Linked DNA regions of Mus musculus: all the other regions are linked to region 1. The links are chromatin contacts, called in public promoter capture Hi-C maps. All regions are on one chromosome and are shown on one strand. The core of a region is the stretch at or near the end of the contact, and the rest is flanking DNA. Distances in the headings are between cores, read along the strand shown.

Evidence for each region. Promoter capture Hi-C pulls out the DNA fragments that hold promoters and counts their contacts. Capture Hi-C pulls out chosen DNA fragments and counts their contacts.
Region 2: a contact with region 1 is called in a promoter capture Hi-C map of adipose tissue, with 2.5 times the contacts expected there. The contact joins the promoter of Surf1 here to the promoter of Cfap77 in region 1. A contact is called at or near these places in 4 of 39 promoter capture datasets (embryonic stem cells, erythroid cells, liver and 1 more) and 2 of 9 other capture datasets (adipose tissue and liver).
Region 3: a promoter capture Hi-C map of erythroid cells shows a contact between it and region 1, with 23 times the contacts expected there. The contact joins the promoter of Pmpca here to the promoter of Cfap77 in region 1. A contact is called at or near these places in 2 of 39 promoter capture datasets (erythroid cells and pre-B cells).
Region 4: a promoter capture Hi-C map of liver shows a contact between it and region 1, with 4 times the contacts expected there. The contact joins the promoter of Snhg7 here to the promoter of Cfap77 in region 1. A contact is called at or near these places in 1 of 39 promoter capture datasets (liver) and 1 of 115 datasets of contacts at active chromatin or transcription factors (astrocytes).

What each region holds. Positions count from the first base shown.
Region 1 is chr2:29,053,472-29,056,525 of GRCm38.p6, reverse strand. It overlaps Cfap77 (cilia and flagella associated protein 77), which reads left to right and starts at 1,460. Exons shown (of 6, transcript NM_001166705.1): 1 at 1,460-1,712. The coding sequence starts at 1,518.
Region 2 is chr2:26,915,203-26,918,281 of GRCm38.p6, reverse strand. Surf1 (surfeit gene 1) reads left to right here and starts at 1,752. Exons shown (of 9, transcript NM_013677.2): 1 at 1,752-2,025; 2 at 2,276-2,327; 3 at 2,553-2,686; 4 at 2,768-2,850. The coding sequence starts at 1,951. Surf2 (surfeit gene 2) reads right to left here and starts at 1,874. Exons shown (of 6, transcript NM_013678.3): 1 at 1,779-1,874; 2 at 1,423-1,577; 3 at 751-854. The coding sequence starts at 1,856.
Region 3 is chr2:26,388,068-26,391,055 of GRCm38.p6, reverse strand. Pmpca (peptidase (mitochondrial processing) alpha) reads right to left here and starts at 1,708. Exons shown (of 13, transcript NM_173180.3): 1 at 1,624-1,708; 2 at 918-1,120; 3 at 746-825; 4 at 479-561. The coding sequence starts at 1,691. It overlaps Entr1 (endosome associated trafficking regulator 1), which reads left to right and starts at 1,740. Exons shown (of 10, transcript NM_026563.3): 1 at 1,740-1,907; 2 at 1,991-2,140; 3 at 2,496-2,564. The coding sequence starts at 1,838.
Region 4 is chr2:26,638,872-26,641,812 of GRCm38.p6, reverse strand. Snhg7 (small nucleolar RNA host gene 7) reads left to right here and starts at 1,569. Exons shown (of 4, transcript NR_024068.2): 1 at 1,569-1,755; 2 at 2,342-2,383. Snora17 (small nucleolar RNA, H/ACA box 17) reads left to right here and starts at 2,492; the gene lies at 2,492-2,623.

The sequences.
Region 1 (3,054 bases), core at 211-2,710:
GATCTCTTTTCACCATATGGGTCCTGAGAAACAAACTGGGTTGTCAGGCTTAGAGGCAGGTGCCTTCACACCCCGAGCCATCTCCCCGGCCTTATTTTCAGATATTCTTACTCAGTGAACCAAACCTGATGATCTTTTTCAGTTTCCCTCCATTTGATTCCAGAGTCAGACACTATTGATCTAATCCATATTTTTTTTTTCTTTCGAGGTGGGAGGAAGTGTCCAACAGGGAAACTGGCTTGGGACCACCCACTGAATTAGCATTGACCTCAAGCCTAAGAATGCATATTTCTATTGCAGTACGACTGTGTTAGTACCATATCCCAGAGAGAGAGAGAGAGAGAGAGAGAGAGAGAGAGAGAAGAAGAAGAAGAAGAAGAAGAAGAAGAAGAAGAAGAAGGAAGAAGGAAGAAGGAGGAGGAGGAAGAAGAAGAAGAAGAAGAAGAAGAAGAAGAAGAAGAAGAAAGGAAGGAAGAAGAAGGAGGAGGAGAAGGAGGAGGAGAAAGAAGAGGAGGAGGAGGAGGAAGAGAAGAAGAAGAGAAGAAGAAAAGAAGGAGAAAAGAAGAAGAAGAAAGGAAGGAAGAAGAAGGAGGAGGAGAAGGAGGAGGAGAAAGAAGAGGAGGAGGAGGAGGAAGAGAAGAAGAAGAGAAGAAGAAAAGAAGGAGAAAAGAAGAAGAGAAGAAAAGAAGGAGAAAAGAAGAAGAAAAGAAGAAGAGAAGAAGAAGAAAAGAAGGAGAAAAGAAGAGAAGAAGAAAAAAGGAGAAAAGAAGAAGAAAAGAAGGAGAAAAGAAGAAGAAAAGAAGAAAAGAAGAAGAAAAGGAGAAAAGAAGAAGAAAAGAAGAAGAAGGAGAAGGAGGAGGAGGAGGAGGAGGAGGAGGAGAAGAAGAAGAAGAAGAAGAAGAAGAAGAAGAAGAAGAAGGAAGAAGAAGAAGAAGAAGAAGAAGAAGAAGAAGAAGAAGAAGAAGAAGAAGAAGAAGAAGAAGAAGGAAGAAGAAGAAGAAGAAGAAGAAAAGATTCCCTTGGGAGGGAACTGTAACTAGAGTAGGGTAGTTAGAGGGTGGAAGCCAAGGATAAGTGATCCTCTAAAACCTCTTCTCTTTTAACACAACCTAGATTTGATTCTTGGGTTTTTCTATGTTGATTTGAGACAGGTCTAAAAGGTCTCTGTGGTTGCTAAGAATTTCTAGAAAGAAAACCGGAAGCTCTTGAGCTGTTGGCGTCTTGTCACCAAGGAGACGGGACGTTCCATTTTTCCGAAAGGGGTAGTGTAGACACTCTTCCCTCTCTCAGTCTGCTGCGAGGTGCCCAAATCACTCCGAAGAACTGGCGGGGTTTAAGCTTTGGACAGAGGCTCCGCAGGTGGGCGCGCTCTGCTCCGGAGCCTGCCTTGCCGCGAGGTGCACCCCAGGGTCCCCGTGGTGCAGCCCGGAGCGCGCGCTCGCTCGGGGCTGGAGTCCTCAGACAGCGCAGAACTCTGTGGGCTTTGCAGCCAAGGTCTAATCCCGGAGGCCCCTGGGATGCCTGATCCGGCGAAACCCGGGAAAGACCTCACGGCATGGAAAAAGAAGAAGCAGCCCGTGCATCGCACGGTCAGCCAGATCTGCCCGCCGCCCCGACGGCCGCTGACGGTGGTCGACATCCGTACGGGCATGGAGAACGAAAGGCTGGGGGTCGTGCGTGACTCCATGTTTCAGAACCCGCTCATCGTCAAGGTGAGCGCCTGGGCACGATCATCCCCTCCGCGGGCACCGACGCCGCCGATGGGTTCCAGCTGCTGAACTCTCGGGACCCGGGGCCCAGGGTTTGGGCGCAGTGTAGGAAACTTGCTCTGGGTGAAACAGGCCTCCTGGACCCTCTGCAGTCGTAGCCAGTCCAGGAACCTCAGTGTCCTCAAGTGGCACACGTTAGCGGGGTCTTTCCCCACTACTGGGAAAGACTATGGATAGGGCAATCTCTACCGGGCTCGTACCCACAGGGTGACAGACAGGTCTCAGGCACCCATCCATGCCCTTGCCACCCAAGATCCATCTTCCCCAGCACCTCTGGTCTACTATGCAGCAGGTGCTCTGGGACTGACTGTCGGGAAAGTATCACAACACCATCTTAAGTGTGCTGGGGGTGTGAGATTCAAAGCCCTCTAGGAGGCGTGGCTGGCACTTGCGTGGGAGCAGCGTTTATAGACAGATCACTTTCCCTTTCGGTGCTGGTCCTCCGCACTTTTGTCTGTTTTCCTGTCTGGCTAAAAACTACACTTGGGCCGGGCGTGGTGGGGCACGCCTTTAATCCCAGCACTTGGGAGGCAGAGGCAGGCGGATTTTTGAGTTCGATACCAGCCTGGTCTACAAAGTGAGCTCCAGGACAGCCAGGGCTATAGAAAAACCCTGTCTCGAAAAACAAAAACAAAAACAAAACCCAAAAAAAACCTACACGTGGCCGTGGCTCTGCCTCTTTAGGCGCCGGGAGACCGAAAAAGTAAAGTTGAAGTTTAGTGGCGCAAATTTATCTTGTGCCGCTAGAGGGCAGTGTGCTTCTAAAAATTGACCTCGGTTTCCAGGTTCCATAGAGGTATGGGCATGCTGATGGGTTCTTTGACTATAGGCAGACCTATATTGTTAGACCTTTCTGGGCTAATTAATGCTCCCAGGAGGACAGAAGCTAGATACAGGGAACCCATGAAGCAGCATCCTTAGCACTGGCCCCTCTGAGATGTTTCCACAGTGGAACAAGTTTTGCTTACTTCTTGGATTCCTGATCTTAGCAGGTACCTGGGACAGAGAGTTGGAATTCACTGCCTTAGGCCAAGGAGGAAATCAAGGCCTATCAGTGCCTATCAATGGGTGTCCTGATAAAATTCCAACAGTGCTTTTATCTATCTATCTATCTATCTATCTATCTCCCAAATGCTGCCCTCTCCCGACCCCTGTCCTCCCTCGAAGAGTTCCTCTCTCTTCCCCTCCCCTCTGAGAGGGCAGTCCCCCCTCCGTATCTCCCTGCCCTGGTGCATCAAGTCCAACATTGCTTTAATCAGGTGTCACTAGTGTGCAGCTCCTTATA
Region 2 (3,079 bases), core at 503-3,002, 2.1 Mb after region 1:
GGTCAGTGCAGCCCAGGTGCCAACTCTGCACCAGCAGACAACTGACAGATTCCTTACCTTCCCACCCTGTGACTGAAGTCTGCCTGTTAGGGCAGGACAGGCGATGCAGTCCCTGAAGCCTCCCACTCATCCCCAGCCTCTGCGAACCCCAACCCTCCATTCTCCCTGCTTCATTCCTCCATCCAAGTTACCTAGTCCCAGTCCCTTTCTTACCCTCATCTTCCTGTGGTAGCATGGATGGGAGGTTTTCACCTCCCTCATGCTCAAGCTGGCCCCATCCTCTCTCTGTCCCTAACCCCAGGAGTCTCTACTCTCAATGACTTGGGATGCCTTCCCACCCCTGGCTATACCCAACAATACTGGAGGCTGTCTGCAAGTCCCCTTTCCTGCTCAAGCCACCAACCCCTTAGCTGCAAGACCCCTCACCCTCTGGAGCCTGCAGGACTGTTTGCACCAATCCTGCTCCTGAGAACAGTCTTCAAGGCTCTCCTGCAGTATCAGATGACTATGGACCTGTCCTATAACTAGAATACTGCAGCCTCAGCCTGGGAGCTACCCTAGGATTGTCCCTGCTATGGAATATCAGACCTCCACCGCACTCCTTCCCACCTACTTCTGGCTTTGCCTTCTCACTGTGCAAGATCAGGCAAGTGCATCAATAAAGGATCAGTGATGGCCAAGGCACCTTTCTGGCTTTTTGGGGGCAGGGAGCATGCATCCAAAGGCCTGAGCTTCTGGGGGGTGACTTACATTGATGAAGTGCTCTCTGATACCTCCGGCCCTGGGTGTGCCTCAGCACGTGTTCTGGGGACTTATTGATGTGCCTCAGGGTGAGTTTGCAGAACAGTTGGTGCCTAAAAGGCAAACAGGTGGGTATGGAGGGGCAGTGCACACCAAGGGCCCAGTCTTGTGGGCTCCACCATGGCTGCATGCTGCAAACAAATGATCCATCTGCTGGGATGCTCTGCATTTAGTCTCAGTGTCTGGATTTTGAAAAAGGCATGGTGGACTTTAATTCCAGCACTCAGGTGGCAGAGGCAGAGGGGCAGAGTCAGAGGCAGGCTTTAAGGTCAGTCTGGCCTACATAGTGAGTTCCAGGCCAACCCAGCTACACAGGCTTACAAACAATTCCACTCAGTATCTGGGATCAAGGACCCAGATTGTTACCCAAGAAATTGCAGTTTCACACTGCATGCTTGGCGGTCAGACAGCTCAGGGAGTGCTATATGAGGATATATCAACCACACAACCATAGACAGGATCCCCAAACAGTGAAACTGGCACTGCCCAGCCTGGCTTCAGGGAACTACATGCAAGGGCCACAAGCACTGTCCTGATAAGTGTCACAGTGGGAGGCTCCTACAAGCTCAGAACAGGGGGCACAGGCTCTGCTCCTAGGCGCTGGCCGGCCAAACTACGTACCGATTCTTTGTGCTGGGCACAATGTGTGGCTCGAAAGCTGCGTAATCGAAGTTAGAGAAGGAACTTGACAGCCGTTGGTACTTCTTGCCGCGGGTGTATTCCTGGAGCTCGGGCAGACGGCAGGGCAGCTCATGGCCAGTTAGGGAGCAGCGAACCTGCGGATGAGCATCTGGTCAGAAGGTGGTTCTTGCCAGCTCCGCCCCTTCCCTGCACTGTCCTCCCAGGTCCCACGCTTTCCAGGCACAATACTCCCGGGTCCCCCTCCTTTCTGGCCACTGTCGGTCCTCCGAGGTTCCGCTCCTCCCAGATCCCGTTCCTTCCTGGCCCTACTCTTCCGGTCACGGTTCTCTTCCGACCTTGCGGGTGTTGGGCAGTAGTCTCAAGCTGGGGTGCTGGCGCAAGAATGCAAGCACATCAGAGGGTGGTTCGTCCATGATCGGAGATGCCCATCTGACGCCGCAGCCACCACGTGAGACAGAGCGCCGTCCCGGAAGGAAGCAGATTTCTCGGTCCCGGAAGTGCTCAAAGATGGCTGCTGTGATGGCTTTGGCTGTGCTGCCGCGACGGATGACGCGGTGGTCGCAATGGGCCTACGCGGGACGGGTAAGCGGGGGTTCAGAGAGGATCCTGCTCAAGAAGAGGGATCTGGAGGGCCGGGCCCGGAGTGGAGTGGGGCCGAGGAGGACCCTGCCCAAGAGAACTTAGCCCTGGGTGGAGCGGTGCCAGGGAGGACCCTGCCCAAGAAGACTTAGCTCGAAGTTGTGTGGGGCTGGGTTGGACCGTGTCAGGTGCTTGCACTTGGCAGGCGTGGGGTTCCCTGGATTTAGCCCCTCGGCCTGTCTGGTCCCCGCAGGCCCAGTTCTGCGCTGTCAGGAGGAGCGTCTTTGGGTTTTCTGTCCGCTCAGGTGAGAAGGGCTCAGACCTGGGTGCGGTTGATGCACCTTTCTTTTCAGCCCACAGTGGTTTACTGCGTGTATTGTACTGGGAGAGGGTTGGGCACATGTGCTGTTAATTGCCACCTTTGCCATACATTCTCTGGGGTATAATCGGGCCTCTCGAGGAATTGGCCATCCAGTTCTGTTTGTTCTAGGGCTTCTGACCCCATGCCAGTGTTGTAAAACTTCCTCCAGGGATGGTCTGTAGGCCACGCAGGTGTTGCAGTTCTACTGCTGAAACAGCCGCCGCTAAAGCAGAGGACGATTCTTTTCTCCAGTGGTTCCTGCTTTTAATCCCTGCTACTGCTTTTGGCCTGGGGACTTGGCAGGTGAAGATGGGGGTCGAATTTGGGTGGCTCCGAGGCTCGGACTCCACTGATACCTTAGCTTAGCTCATGCTGTTTCTATAGGTCCAACGTCGGAAATGGAAGCTGAAACTTATTGCAGAATTAGAGTCTCGAGTCATGGCTGAGCCCATCCCTCTACCAGCAGAGTGAGTGTGGCTGCCCACTTTATTCATTCCACTTACAGGGCGGCAGTGGGGCCCTTGCTTCTGTTTGGTGTAATTTGCTGTCCTTTGGCGAGAACCCTGTTTCCCGATAAACTGCCTGCTGACTGCCTTTATGAAATTGGACACAGAACATAAATAGAAAAGATTTATTTTCGGTGTCAGATTTCCCTTTTCAGGTCTCAAGGGATCCTCCAAAGTGGTGACAGTTCAT
Region 3 (2,988 bases), core at 459-2,958, 2.7 Mb after region 1:
TGCATGGTTTACACCAGATAACAACTCAGTCACTGAGGCCCTTCATGCCAGCAAAGACACTACCACTACCTCTTTCTTGGGTGTGAAGGCCTTCTGGGAGCCACAACTGCCCACAGTGAAGCTCTCCATGAGATACTTTGGAACCAGAGGAAACTGGTTCTCCTCTCTTCACAGAGGAAGTCTCTCACTCAGGGCTTCCTAGGCCTGGACAAATAACCAGCTGGTCTAAATGAAGACTGGTTTCACATGGACACATGCCCAGCTTCAGATAGCCAGCAGCAGCCTGCCTGTTTAGCTTAGCATTCTTCCCAGGTAAAGGCCTGGACAATTAAAGGTCAAAGGATGTCAGAGAAGAAACTAGTATGGAATGCTTTCTGTCCCCAACATCAGGCATGCTGTGGATTTTCAGAGAGACTCTAAGAGACTCTGACCAAGGATGAGGAGGACATGATGAGGAGGACAGATGGACATGAAATACCTTGAGGTCTGGCAGTCACAGATACCACCATGTTTTTCCAGCGTAAGCAGGATTTCGTCTTTGCTGTCAAATCGAGCAGTGGACTATAAAAATAATTAAGCTTAAGTAAATAACCCAAAATCCATTAAGTGTACATTTGCTTTCAAACACACAAAATCATGTCAGAAGTCTTTTGTGAGCACCAACTTCATATTCAGATCCTTAACTAATACAAGTTCTTAAAAAGGAAAACTGAAAACTTATAAAAATTACAAATTAGACACTGACCGAAAATGCCAATTTTTCCAAAAAATGAGCTATTCCACTAAGATATTTCGCTTCATATCGTGATCCTGAATTAATAAGAACTGGTAATAAAAAGAAAATGGACAGGTTAAGCCAAATATTCAAAACATTTAATCAACAGAAAGTTTTCAAAACAATGGCCAATAGAACTTACTTCCTACGGTACAGAATTGTCCAAACTTATTTTGAGATGCCACACGAAGCCCATTGTCCAGAGTGGTAACTTTGGTTTCAAACTTTTCCTGTCCATCAACTGTTGCAAAAATAGGCTTGGGTACTCCAGGCAAGGGAGAAGAGAGGGGGATGTTGGGGTAGGTGGCACCACTGCTGAACCGTCTGTGTGCAGGAGATCCAAACCTACAGCAGAGCAGCAAAATATTTAGTCTTATTTTATGTCACGGATGTATGTTCATCACAGGCATGCCCGTTGTCCATGGAGGTCAGAAGAGGGCTTTGGATCCCCTGGATAGTGGAGTTATAGATAGATGGTTGTGAGCCACCAAATGGGCGCTGGTAGCCAAACCCAGGGGAAGCAGTCAGTAGGCCTAACTACTGAGCCATCTCTTCGACCCCGGTCTTTGGGGCTTCACTGTCCACTCTGATCAGCAGGCTGCGTGAGAAACGAGTTCCTGTGCATATGGGCCTGGGCAAGCCCGGCCCCTCAGGGCTTCGCTTTGGTCTAAAGGCTCCAGCCGAGGGACTCTGCCGACCACTCCCAACCAGGTTCCAGTCCCCAGCTCCTTCTCCAGGCCCAAGGCGCCTGTGCTCTGATCCAGAGGCCCATTCTTCTCTTCCAGTTCCCCCCGGTACCAACTCCCCCGAGTCCTCCCTTCCTCGCACCGAGACAGGCCTCGGCTCACCTGGGCCGCGCGCACAGCACCGCAGATCCCCGAAGCAGCCGCGCAGCCGCCCACACTGCCGTCGCCATCGCGCCGCCGCGCTTCTGCGGTCACTTCCGCTTCCGACCCCGCCCCGCGGCGTTCGGCGCTGGCTTCCGGCCCGCCGAGCCGGATGAGGCAGGGGCCGGCGACTGCCTTGCGGGCCATGGGGCCGCGGCCGGGTTAGGGCGCGGCGATGTCGGGCTACGCGCGGCGGCAGGGCGCGCCCCCTCTATCGCGGACGCGGAGCCTTGTGGTTCCCGACGGTGAGCGGCGCGCGGCTGGGGCAGGGCCGGGGGGCGCGGGCGGCGGCGGCCCGCGGTGAAGCCGCTCTCGTTGTCGCTTACAGCTCCTGCGTTCTATGAGCGCCGGTCTTGTCTCCCCCAGCTAGACTGTGAGCGCCCCCATGGCGGGGACCTGCACCCCCATCTCTTCGGCTTTCGGCCGACGTTTATGTGCTATGTGCCCAGCCCGGTGCTGGCTTCGGTAGGAGACACAGGTGAGAGTCGGTCGGGGCGCCGGCCACAGTGCGGAGCTGGGCAGCGCGGGGAGCCCTCCCCACAGCCCGCCCGCCCGCCTCAAGGCAGGAAGGTAGTGCCTGGTGGAGCTCGGAGGCCACTTAAGCCCACCGGCTTGGGCAAGGCCAGGGGCTGGACCTAGCGGGTCTGCGTTCCACCTGCAGCTGCTCTTAGAGCGCGCAGGGATGTGTAGTTTACCGCATCCAGCCTCAGAAGACAGCTTTCTAGTCCCAGACTCAGTGGGAGTCAGGCGTCTGCGGTCTTCACCTCCCTGGACAAACGCTGCAGTCATAAGGCTTGCTGTGATCACGGTGAGCTGACCATGTCTTTTTGCAGGTTTTGGCTATGGAAAGGGGAAATGTACTAACCAAGGTCCTTCGGGAGCCCCTGAGACGCGCTTTGGAGGTAGAGTAGCTCAGTGGGTCTTCTTTCCCTCTTAGACTCAGTGCCTGGCAGGGGTCTGGCCATGGGCTTTCAGGATGACAGGGTTTAAGGGGTATATACCTGGAGCCCAAAAGAGCAGTGGAGCCGGGCAGTGGTGGCGCACGCCTTTAATCCCAGCACTTGGGAGGCAGAGGTAGGCGGATTTCTGAGTTCGAGGTCAGCCTGGTCTACAGAGTGAGTTCCAGGACAGCCAGGGCTACACAGAGAAACCCTGTCTTGAAAAACCAAGAAAAAGAAAAAAGCGACATAAGATGTAGGTGTTATGAGACCCACATAAGCAACTGAGTCTGATAGGTGTGGAGGTAGAGGCTGGTCAACTAGGGTAGTTGGAGAGAAGGTCAGAGGAAGGGATGGCATAGAGCAGTTCCTGAGATGCACTGTGGCA
Region 4 (2,941 bases), core at 320-2,819, 2.4 Mb after region 1:
GACTGTAGGGTCTGTGTGGTCAGCTGCCTCCTAGCCCTACTGCCATGCCTGCTGCCTCATGACGGTACTGTATTCCCTTGAACTATAAGCCAAATATTTCTTCCTTCTTTAAGTTGCTTTGGTCAGGGATCGGGACTGTTCATCTCAATTTGCAATTTGATAAGATCTAAAATCACCCATGAGGTGAACCTCTGGGTGTACGGGAGGGCTTATCTTGATTAGGTTAATTGAGATGGAAAGACCAACTCCTTCTGTGTGGCACCATTCTCTGGCCTAGCTCGGATCCTGGAGTATAGAAGGGGTTATCTGAGGACCAGCATTCATCACTCTCTAATCCTTGACCTGCCATGTGGGCCAGTTGCTTCAAGCCTACTGCTGTTACTTCCCTGTCATGCTAAACTGCAACCTCAAACTGCAGCCCAAACACTTTCTGCTTAACCTGCTTCTGTCTTGGTATTTTATCACAGCTACAGAAAAGGAAATTAAGACAGATCACTAAGACAAAAAGTGACTGGTAACAAGTCGTGAGGCTAAGATAAGAGCCCGCTCCTTAGTGAACCAGGTTTGATTTCTAGCATCCACATGACGACTCAAAACCATCTGTAACTCCAGTTTCAAGGCTTTGGGCCACGCATAACAGTTCACCCCTCAAAATCTAGTTGTTAGAAGTTAGGGGCAGGAGGATCAGAAGTTCAACTTATCTTCAACTACATAGCAAGTTTGAAGCCTAGGCTATATGAGACATCGTATCAAAAAACAGGAAGGAGGAAGGGAGAGAGGGAGGTGGGAAGGCAGACAGGCAGGCAATATAAGGGTTCAAGAACTTGGGACTATTAACAAGTGTGGCTGGGCTGGCCCACCAGTAAAAGAAGAGTGCTCAATGGTGTGTCCCCAGGCCCACAATTCACCCCATCACCTGGGAGCCCTCATCAGTTTCAGGACTTAAAAGACAAATCTGTACTTGTGCGGGACACAACACAGCAAGTAGTCAGAGTGTATTATTTGTCTTCCAGCACTGTCCTGAAGCAGAGGACAGCCAACCTTCTAAAAGCTGCTGTGTGCCTCAGATCCACAGACAACCCCACAGGCGGGGCTAGTTAGAAACATCTGGAATCCATGAACTCCCTGGAGCTCCCTCCTGACTCATCCCCAAAGCGTCCTTGTAAAAGAGGAAACAACTGGTCACCTCCTTGCCTCCTAAATTCTGGTTCGTCAGAGCTGGCCTTTCCTCTTTGCGTGGAAGCTTTAGTATCACTAAGAACAGGGAGAGCAAGGCTGCCCCCACCAAAAACGAGGAGTTTCGTAAGAAGGCGCAGGACTTCATGGGTCGTTTGAAAAGTCCTGTGAGCTTGGTAACACTCGAAATAAGTCTCTGAGTTCTGCTTGGAAAGGCAGGATCTAGGATCAAGCAGTACAGAGTCCCATGAGCCTCTAACCGACTGGGCTATGAGAAGCGCCGGCGAGGAGCGAAGGAGCCACTAGAGGGCGCGGCACTCGGAGGACAGTGAAAGTCCCTCGCGGGCTGCCGTAGTCAGTACTATAAAGGACGTGGCGTGGAGATGCTCGGCCTCTCGGCAGCCATGGCGGCTCTATGTTTGTATCGCCATTGTTACCGTTGGGACGCCGCGGATGACCCTATATACCCTTGGCCGGCTACCGGGAAGACTGCGTCTCCTGACGATCGTAACGAAGATGTACCGTGCTTTCCTTCTGAGAGTTTAGTCGCCCTAATATGTGCAGCAGGCTAACCGCGTGGTAAGGGGAAGGGCGTTCACGATGTGCCCGAGGGCCGGGTGGACTGCCCCCAGAAGTCCCGAGAAGGAAAGCCGAGGCTCCTGTCTGGACTAGTACAACGCAGAAGCCCCTGGTTGGGGCTCCAGACCGGTCTCCCTTTCGTAGGGCTAAGGAGCACCAGGGAAAGACTCTGTCTATATTTGCTGCATGCTGAATACCAACTTGAGATAACTCAGATGTGAGACAGTACTCTGTCTAGTGTAATGCCGCTGAGTTGGAGAGAAAGAAAAAGGGGTTTTATTTGTAAAAAGCCTAGCCGGGCGTGGTGGCGCACGCCTTTAATCCCAGCACTCGGGAGGCAGAGACAGGCGGATTTCTGAGTTCGAGGCCAGCCTGGTCTACAAAGTGAGTTCCAGGACAGCCAAGGCTATACAGAGAAACCCTGTCTCGAAAAACCAAACCAAAAAAAAAAAAAAAAAAAAAAGCCTTAGCAAGGACAAGCCATGTGGACCCATTGGAATAGGAATAAAATACAAGTCTAGTGCAGTCCCCCAAAGTGATCCTGATAGGGTGTGTGCAGAATGCTTTCTTCCTTTCCTTTCCCTAGGAAGCTTGCCTGCCAGAAAGAAAGCGCCTGTTGGGCTATTAGGTGAGTTGGGCTATTAGGTGAGTTGGGCTATTAGGTGAGTTGACTCAAAGTTACTAAGATTCGCATTAACAGTCACGGTGTGGCACCCAGCACTTGCTTCATCGACACCCTGCTCCTAGAGGCGTTGCAGGTGTGGCTGCTGTGTCACATGTGCGTCAGTAGGTGGCAGAGAGAAAAGAGGCTATGTCTACGCTCAGTGTTCTGCCCTGTGAACGTCTGAATGATTTGTAGCCTGACAACACTCCTGAAAGCTGGAGGTGGGATTGTCCCTCCTAGTTTTTGACTGGCTTAGGTCATTTGATGGCTCTGCATAAACCAAATAGAGGGGCTGGTGTGTAAAGAGGAAGTTTACAGAGAAATTGATCTGTTGGAAATCATGAAACCAGGTCCTGGGACACAGCGTTGTGGCACATGTTTCTCTTATCCACCAGCTTGGGTCAAGAGACTGTCTCAAAAACAACAGTGGGTGGAAGCAAGGATGTATCTGTCTTAGTCAGGGGTTTTATTGCTATGAAACACCATTACCAAAGAGCAAGTTGGGGAGGAAAGGGGTTATTC